2 separate regions of the Gossypium hirsutum genome follow, and region 1 is linked to region 2. A link is a contact called in public Hi-C data. All regions are on one chromosome and are shown on one strand. Each heading gives the region's core, a stretch centred on a gene start, on an enhancer-like site or on the middle of the called end of the contact. The rest is flanking DNA. Distances are from core to core; before and after follow the strand shown.

Evidence for each region. A called contact is a pair of places that touch in the nucleus more often than the background predicts.
Region 1: a contact with region 2 is called in a Hi-C map of hypocotyl, with 1.8 times the contacts expected there. The contact joins two enhancer-like sites. A contact is called at or near these places in 2 of 34 Hi-C or Micro-C datasets (hypocotyl and petal).

Annotation. Positions count from the first base shown.
Region 1 is chrA03:18,472,990-18,478,029 of Gossypium_hirsutum_v2.1, forward strand. No RefSeq gene overlaps it. Among protein-coding and RNA genes, the nearest start is that of LOC121219118, 5.3 kb to the right of the region's middle. Within about 2 kb of position 2,717, at least 2 of the 9 cell types and tissues checked have an H3K27ac peak or open chromatin away from gene starts, as enhancers often do. A contact at or near this core is called in hypocotyl, where this site is marked.
Region 2 is chrA03:18,217,030-18,221,726 of Gossypium_hirsutum_v2.1, forward strand. No RefSeq gene overlaps it. Among protein-coding and RNA genes, the nearest start is that of LOC107886148, 50 kb to the right of the region's middle. Within about 2 kb of position 2,217, at least 3 of the 9 cell types and tissues checked have an H3K27ac peak or open chromatin away from gene starts, as enhancers often do. A contact at or near this core is called in hypocotyl, where this site is marked.

The DNA of each region.
Region 1 (5,040 bases), core at 1,467-3,966, 260 kb after region 2:
TTCTTAGTTGGCAATGAGCTTTTTTTCTTTAAGCTTCTACAAAATCCTACAATTCTCATGTATCATAATAGAATTATCATCAATAAGTCTCACATTAATCTTACAAACATGATCCCACTTATCAAGAATTGCCTAGTAATTATCCATGAAGTAGTCTGTGGATTCAATGTCACTATCATTGTAGTTTACTGAATCAGTTGAAACTTTAGTTACAACTTTGGATGTAAAGGCTACATAATTGCTCAGGTGCACCTCATCTTCATCCTGCTCACTGGTAGAAGCATCATCACTCCATGCTATGAATAATGACTTCATTTTCTTCAGTGCTTTGGCAAACCCGACTTGTGTATGGTCATATCTCTGACATTAATAACATTGGATTCTTTTCATTTTCTCCTTAGGGATTTTGTTACTAATGGCTACTACGTTCCTTTTTCCTTTATTAAAGTTATGGCCTCTTTCAAATCCTTTGCTCTTTTCGGATAGCTTCTTGAATACTTAGTTGAAGCTCTTAGTTAAAAGTATTAACTGGTCCTACACACCCTCATGGGTAGTTTATTCTTTAATTACAATAGGACAAGCTTGTAGAGCAATATTCTTTTATGTCTTAATTTTGCCCATTTTGATTTCCTCCACATTAATTTCGAACATTTGCAGGGACACTATCAACTCATCAATTCTCTTTGAGTTGTTGTCCATAGCCTCCTTTGTGGCAATCACCTTTACGGCAAAATGTTCAAGGAGAGACCTCAAAACTTTGTGCACCAACTTGACATTTGAGTACTCTTCACCAAGAGCAAATGCTTGGTTAGTGATGTCACATACAAAGATTCAACTTCTAGCATTCTTTGATTTTCAAACTTAGATGTAAACATTTAAAGTTTAGGTTACTTAATAGTAATAGTTCCTTCATGAACAATCTTAAAAATAATTCATTCCTCTCAAGTAGTAATGCATTTGAAGATTAATCTTCTGAACTCCTAAGGCTCAACACCATTAAAGATAACGTTAAGGCCTCGGAAATAAATTGCTTGCCTTATCCTTTTCAATGGTCCATGTAGTTTTCGGCGTGCACTAACTATTTTTGCTCTGAAAAGCTAGATAGTAAAAGCTGTATTAGAATATTATATGTATATTTACTTCGTTTTTATATTTATATAATAGATATGAAGTTTGGTGTTTTTTTTTAAATCACTCCACCATGTAATATCAACGAAGTCAGTAAAAGAGAAAAAAAAATCAAAATTAAATTATATATAAAATTATCAAATAAAGATGTCTTTCATTATGGAAAAAACTATCGTAACTTTTTTCTTTCATTTCTTTCACTTACACTCACATAGTGAAAAATATCTAATTTATATAATATTGATATATGTTATTTAAATTTTGACATGTATATATTGAATTTGTACTATTTTTGTGTTAAAATTTTATTTTATTGTATTTTCATTACAAGATTTATCTTGTGCGAGGTTAATCTCGTTGAAATGGCTTTCATTTTCTGCAAGAGCTAATCAAATCTAGGCTTTCCCTTTCTGCCTACTGCTCATGATATGAAGAAAATGATTAAAAAGAGTTCATAATTAAATAATATGAATAGCACATGTATGAATTAGAATCTACTAGACGAAGAAAAAAAAATCGAAGAATAAAAAACAAAGTTAGCAGTAATTCTCTCTTGATCTATAGGAAGCATTCCCATTTGGCTTAGCGGTGTTCTAACTAGATTGATATTAACAAAAAAAAATGAATTGATGTAAAATTAAAAAATTATACATCAAAATTATTATTATAAAATTAATGTTGGATCAAGTCCCTGCTTTAATGATAAAACTTATAGTTGATTAGTGTTGGATCAAGGCTGGGCATCTATGTTTCTAACTCATTTTCTTTTCTTATTCCATCATTGTTATATAATTGCTTTTACTTAAAAATGTCTCTCTAATATAATTATTTATTAGATTTTGACATATGAGAAGGAGATAATCAATAATTAATATGGAACTAGTACGTGTTGAATATTTAGATTTTAAATCTTTAATTGTTTTATTTAAAGACGATATAAAAGTATAAAAATATAAAAGTGATGTAAAATTAATATTAAGGGATAAATATGAAAATTATATCTTAACTTTGATTTTATGCGAATTTATATATGAAATTTTGATTTAATTCAAATTTCATAAATCACTAACAACATTATCGAATTAACACCGTTTTATGTTAATATATTACATACACAAATAATTATATTAATTCGATATGAAAATAAATGCTTGTATTCATTTCTTTAAATGTGTATGAGTGAATTAAAATAAAAGTTTCACCTATACATATGAACCACAATTTAAGTTTTATGTGTATAATTACATCAAATCAAATCAAATCAAAATTCATATGTATAATTACATCAAATCAAAATTCATGTATTAAATTATATATTCAACCAAGCATTAATATTAATTATAATTTAAAAATATATTTTTAATTTTATAATTAAATTAATGATTGGAATAAGAGTCACATAAAGTGTTTAAATTTAAAAATATGATTAAATTATATACTAACAAAGAAAAAAAATCCATCAATATAATAGGCAGACACGAATGACTACCAATGAAACTTTTGCTCCCGGCGTCGGAGTCGGGAAGACGCCAAATTCTAAGTCGTTAGGCTTTATGAAGATGCATTTACATTAGCCAATATATATTGGCGTGGCCCCAAGAATAGATATGTAGAATGGTGATGACGATGGGAGGTCCTAATCTGATTGTTGTGACTTTTGTAGGTAATCTTACTTAAGTTGTTTCATATTTATACAGTTTTTTTATATATCATGATAATAACATAAATTTTAAAATATTTATCTATTCATATTATTATATATTAATATTTTTGGCGTGATGTTTATTATTACCAACTCTATCTTGAGACTTACAAATATGTTGAAAATGATAGTGTGAATATCAATTGCAGTAGAAGTTATTTCAATCCCAAACTTTCAGAAGTTAAAAGTCTATCTTTTGCGTTAACCCAATCCAATATTAATTTTCACCATACCAATAACAATGAGCCATATATTATTTATGTAAATATATCATATACTAATACATAAATAAGTTAGTCACTATCGGTAAATTTGATATTTTAATCTAATATTTATATATATATCGATATGTTTTGAATTTAACAATATTTATTATATATAAATATATAATCTAATTTAAATCTTTTTAATAAATAATATATATGTTAATTATTTTTTAATAAAAATATTTCAATTACATTAATATAAATGTATTTATATGTAAATATAAAATTTCAACATTATCCTTTCAATTTTGGCTAAAATAATAAAATTAATTTCTCTAGAAAATCATTACATTTCTTAATATGCATAAATAGCTTTAAAGTTCAAACTTTCAAAGTTAAAGTATTTTTTTCCCCAAAGCCAATCCGGTTAATGAGTACAAATAATAATAAGCTAAATAGGTAACATTTTAAGATGTAGAGTAGTTAGTCTCTATTAGATAAATTTTATCTTACATATATTGTTATATTCTTATCACAACAACGACACATGGCAGATTATAAAGTGGTTTGACAAGGACCTCTTGCTAGATACAACACACAAATGGCATTTTGTTTGATACCTTTAATTATTCAAAGTGATTCGTGACCAGTACTCCACGAATCTCCTTGAGCCATCTTAGAAATCATCTGTTACAAGCTCTTCACGCGGACCTATAAGATTGGTTATAGAGACATAAATGTGATTGTCTAGATTGACAATGGAATGATTCATTTATGACATTTATAGTGTGGCTTACCTCAATCATGAGTAAGTGATTGACTATGTGTGTGTACCTCATATACTTTAGTGTATTAAAAGTCTAAGTTCAAATAACTAAAGAGTCGAAAGTTGGTAAGTTGGGTATAAGACTGTTTCATGGCAGTGCTTTATTGACAATAGTGGAATTCACAACCTAATAAAGGGTAAATGATATCAACTCATTGGCATTATAGGATGGATGGAAGGTAACGTGGTCATGGGTTATTTGTTTAGGACAAATGATTTAATTATAATTTATTAATAATTGACTTTTTAATGAAGGAAGATGTAATGATTACCTTAAAATAAAATAGCATCAATTTGGTTGAATGAATTAAACCCAAAGAGATCAAAAATATCCCATGATGAGCACTTATTAAGTTGCTTTCATAATGATATATAATAATGGAGGGTTCAATCATAGTTCTTTAGTGGAATGACTCCATGATTAAATAATATTGTAATTAATAGACAAAGAGTCGAAACTTAATAACAAATTATTTAAACCCTAATTATATATGTCCAATAGATCTCTCCTCTAGTTTAATATAACCCAAAATGGATTGCATGTAGAATCAAAACAATGGAATGAATGAAAGCAACTATTAAGAGAAATAGATCACGTATATCACTATTCACAAATAATGCATTTTCTCACTAGGTACATTAGATGACTCAGAAATTAAATTAATTTCTTTGAATTATTATTTAATTGATTAAAATTAAATAATTGAATTTAGAAGTGAAAATTAAATTAATTAGTCATCATTGTTTTATTGAACAAGACAATTAAATATATTTTCTCATATATTCTAATATGGTAAAGTTACCATGAATTTAACAGAATTTAGAATTAGGTTAAGAAAATAATTTAATTGGGTATATTAATTAACTTAATTAATTAACTATTAATTTAAGAAGCTTATTCTCAAGCAAAGTAGCATCTTTTCCATAGTTTTTAGGTTTTAATTTAATAAGTGTAAATGTATTTTTTTTACTCATTTTAAGACCCAAATTGGCCAATAGTGCCATTCGGACCCTAACTTAAGATTGAGTGATGAAGGGACATGTTGGAGGTTAAAATAGAGCGAAAGCGACATCAAAAGAGAGGGTATTGCGATATCCAAACCTTGAAATTGCGATACCTCCAATAGACCTGAGGTTAGAAACCACCCTTTAGTGGTATCGCGATATCCACATGCCAA
Region 2 (4,697 bases), core at 967-3,466:
AATCAAGTAACCCTTTTAAAATGCGCCCTAGAGCTATTCAATTTCAAACAATTAAAACAATATCATATCTAAGCTAACAAAACATACTAAAAACATTTAAAAATAATTAAAGCGGCCTTGTTACAACCCGAAATATAACTGAAAAATAACTTAAAGAACTACTAATTTAATTAAAAACCATCTGCGTTGTCCACGTGGCCACCCTAAATCCTACCAGCTCCAAGTCCCCAGTTTAAGGCTCACCTACAAGGGTAAAAAGGAAGGGGTGAGTTTGGAAAACTCAGTGTGTAAAGTATCCCAACCAGAGCCCAAATCAATTCAAGTTTTACTGGGCCTAGGCCCTATTCAGAAATCAGAGTTAAGTGGGCCTTAGCCCATATCAATATTAATCTGGGCCATAGCCCTATTACAAGTTGAGATATATTGGGCCTTGCCCATATTAACATAGTTGGGCCCATAACAAAACAGTTTCATATGATTAATGCATGATAACCCCATCCAACCCTGCACTTGCCTCCGTCCATCCCTACACTTCCTGTGGGGAATAAATCACCCACGTCATCCCTACACTTACAGTGTTAGCACTAGTTGTGGCACTAACTATAATCCGCAGCAAAGCTGCTTATATCAGAATATTTGGCACAGCCACCAGAACGGGTTCTTCCTCCATAACAAAACCCAACTCCATGCAGTATGACATGTATGTAGAATATATATATAATTAACAAGGCATGCTTCAGAAAGACAGTCAGATTATAGCGTAAGAACAGTTATTTACCCTCGAGGGGCGTAATCGTAAACTTACCCCTTTAGGGGTATTACGGTAATTCTACCTTACAGAGGTATTTCAGTAATTTTATCAGTCTTTTTAGGGTTTCATGCTCATTACAATTATTAACGTGTCTTCAAAATACTTACCGGACGTTTTTACCGAAATAGGCCCGTTGCCCATTACTAATTTTGGCCCATGAAGTCCAAATTCACCGAGGTGCACGAAATTGTGCACTTTGAAATCTTACCGTTGAAGATACCAAAATTATCAATACAAACAATCCCATGAGCGCTCGCACGCTCGCAAGTTCTCGAAATGCCGGCTTTTTAGAATTTCAGCTTTTCGGCTTTTGTCGATCTAGTCTACTAGTGGGTGTCGTTTACACACCTGTTTTTTGATGAAACGTTAACGATTTCCACACACGAGTTGCCTTTTCCAGAATATGGATTAGATCTAAATCTAGTCGTTCCAATTATCCAAGCCGTCGATCAGTAGCCTTTAATCCACGCTAGAGCAAAACAAATCAAATAACACCACTAAACCCTTTTAGTTTAGTCGACAGGCAATTGTTGCATATAGGGGTTTTTGGCTTTTCTTTAAATCCCGAAATAAAGAATGGAAATAAGATTCTGAGTACTTATCACCAACGATGTACTTGTCAAGAGCGTTTCCAACACTTCCCCAATCTCAGATCCACAGTAAATCCAATCTTAAAATGCGAGTAAAGAATAGAACTAGATATTAATTCCCGAATCACTATGACTTATGAAGGTTTCAGCTTTTAAGGGTAATAGGCTATCTTTAATAGAGAGAAAAGATGAGTAAAAAGAGAAGAGAAGAGTAGAAGAAGATAGGTTCGGTTCTTGATGAAGAAGAGATGAACAAGAAGGAAACCACTCATAAAAGCCCAAAATTAAAAGAATAGTTTCTTCACAATTCCTTCCTGACTTAAATTCTATGTTTTTCTCCTTAATTCTTAGCCAAATTCAATTTGAAATTCATTCAAACTCCTAACTGATCAGCAGCCTTATCCACCTTTTTATCATGCTGCTAAGAAGAGTTTCGGCCTTATCCACCTTTTTATCATGCTGCTAAGAAGAGTTTCGGTCCAACTCTACTACTCTCCCTCACGCATGTAGCAAAAAGAGAGTCCTTCGCATACACAACAGCTCGAACCTTGGTTCTCCAGGCCCACCCCTACGCCGTTGGCCACTGGGACGCAACCTTGTTTTTGATATAATACTGCCACAGTAATTTATAACCCTTACCTGCTTCAGTTCTGGCCCGCTTTAAAAGAAAATAGAATTCGCCCGCGCAAGGACTCGAACCTGCGCCCTCTCCGCGTGCCTAGCACGTTGCTGCCACTGCGCCACGGGCACTCCTTGTGCTGGATTATGCTCGTAACTCCTCTTAACCCCTATTTTAACCGCAACCTGAATACTAAAATAAAACAACCATTTGTGCGCCCCATGCCTTGAACCCAAGCACCTCCCACGCCCTCCTATCGTGCTTAGCCACTGAGCTAGGTGCTTGTTTATGCTAAAACTCAGCCCAAATTATTAATAAGGCCTACTGCCTAGATTCCCTAAGGTAGCATAAAATTTATTTATTTTTTGCTAGAGTCTTGAATCAAACCCAAGCCTTTTCCCACACTATAAATCCATCGTAACTCACTTAGATCCTACACAAAATAATTAATAACAATATTGATAATAATTTCCCGTAAAAAGTTAAAACATCAATAATTCTATTTCGGGCCATCTTCTACCCGAACTCGGTCTCCAAACCCAATATTTCTAGGCCCAATTTTTGGGGCGTTACAGGCATTTTGGTCCATTGGTTAATAAAAGAATTAAAAAAGGGAAAAATAGTCAAAATTTGTGTTCATCTTCATCCTCCTTGGCCGAATATCACAAGAAGCCATAGCTAGGGTTTCTTTCATCTTCAAGCTTAAAAGTAAGTATATCCTAGCCCCGTTTTTAATGTTCTTTATATTTTTGAAATTCTCGTAGCTCGATTTAGCTATTTCTACCCTTAACTTGAGCTAGGGTTCATGTTCAAAAATATACCCATGAATTACAAGTTTGCGCTTTGATGTCTAATGGAAGAATATGGAAGTTTGATGTATGATAAACAACTTTTACCAAGTGGTTTTTGGTGAAATTGATAAAAAGGACTTAATTGTAAAAGTTGTAAAACTATGTGTAAATGTGTGAATAAATGAAAAATGTGGGTTGTATAAGATAGAAAATGATTTGACTGGGCTTGAATAATGAGAAAATTGGGGTACTTTTCATTTTACAAGCCTAGGGTAATTTTGTAATTTTGTAAAACTTTAGTGGCAAAATTATAATTTTGTCATATTGTAATTTTTGGACTGAATTGAATAGTGCATGTATTAAATGAACTAAATGTACTATTATAGATCAAGAGGGACGAGGAATCGACCTTGACTGAGGAATCGAGTTTGACCGAGGAAAAGGCAAGGTTGTGGATTAAATTGCAAATTGTCACATTTTGCACCGAGGTAAGTAAGGTGTAAGTAATTCAACAATTCCAATACTATGTGTTTAATATTTGATCTTATAAGATACATGTATATATGCCCTAATGAAATTGGCTTGTGATGATTCAATGGAAACTTGATGATAGCTTTGTATCTTGGAAGTCCCAATGGACCCTGAAGAATGCTTAAGATTCGAATTTCATGACACCTTGGTTAATGAGATCCCGTGTAAGACCATGTCTGGGACATGGCATTGGCATTGATATGTAAGCTAGTGTAAGACCATGTTTGGGACATGGCATCGGCATTGATATGTGAGACAATGTAAGACCATATCTGGGACATGGCATCAGCGTTGATATGTAAGAAGTGTAAGACCATGTCTGGGACATGGCATCGGCGTTGATATGTGAGCCAGTGTAAGACCATGTTTAGGACATGGCATCGACATTTATATGTGAGCCAGTGTAAGACCATGTCTGGGATATGGCATCGGCGTTGATATGTGAGCCAGAGTAAGACCATGTTTGGGACATTGCATTGGCGTTGATATGTGTGCTAGTGTAAGACCATGTCTGGGACATGGCATCGGCACTGACGTGAGACTTCGTATAAGACCATATCCGGGATATGGCATTGATATGTGGATCCATGTAAGACTAGGTCTGGGACATGGCTTTGGTACTCTATTTTGTACATGATGATTCCGAACATCCTTCAGTATTCTGGGTGGTTCAACAAGCCATTCAAGATTATGGTTAAAGAGAATGGGGTATCATAAGCAAGAATGTATGGTACAGGTATGTGCGTAAATCTCATGAATATTAAAATCGATTCATGATGGGAAGTTTAGCATGAGTATGAAAGAGTAAGAAAAGTAGGATGTTCAAGGACACTGATTGTCAATCCTCAGTAAGCTCATTCTGTGTAGCATGATAATGTAGTGGTAATTGATAACATGTTTAATCCATGAATTTCCTGACTTATGTTGTTTATTATTTAGATACAACTTACTAAGCTTTATGCTTACCCCTCTCTCTTTTCCTTTTTCTTTTAGTATAGCCAAGCTAGCTCAGGGATCGTGGACGTCGGAGCTCAAGTCACACTATCAACAAATCTTTTGTGGTATATTTGACTGGATACATTTAAGTATGGCATGTGTAGGGGACTTAGTATTTTATTATATGTTTCATATTTGTTAACCAAAGTGATAGCCCATATTGGTATATTATTTCATTTTGTCTTATTGATTATTAGGTTGAAATCCCTAAATATTGATACATGCATGAAATGTGTTATTATTCTTGTGGTGTGTGCCAAATTGGATGTTAACAATGGATGATAAAATGTGAAATTTATGCTTGATGGATAAAGGGTGTTAATTGGCATGGTAATAATATGAATAAATATAAAAAAATG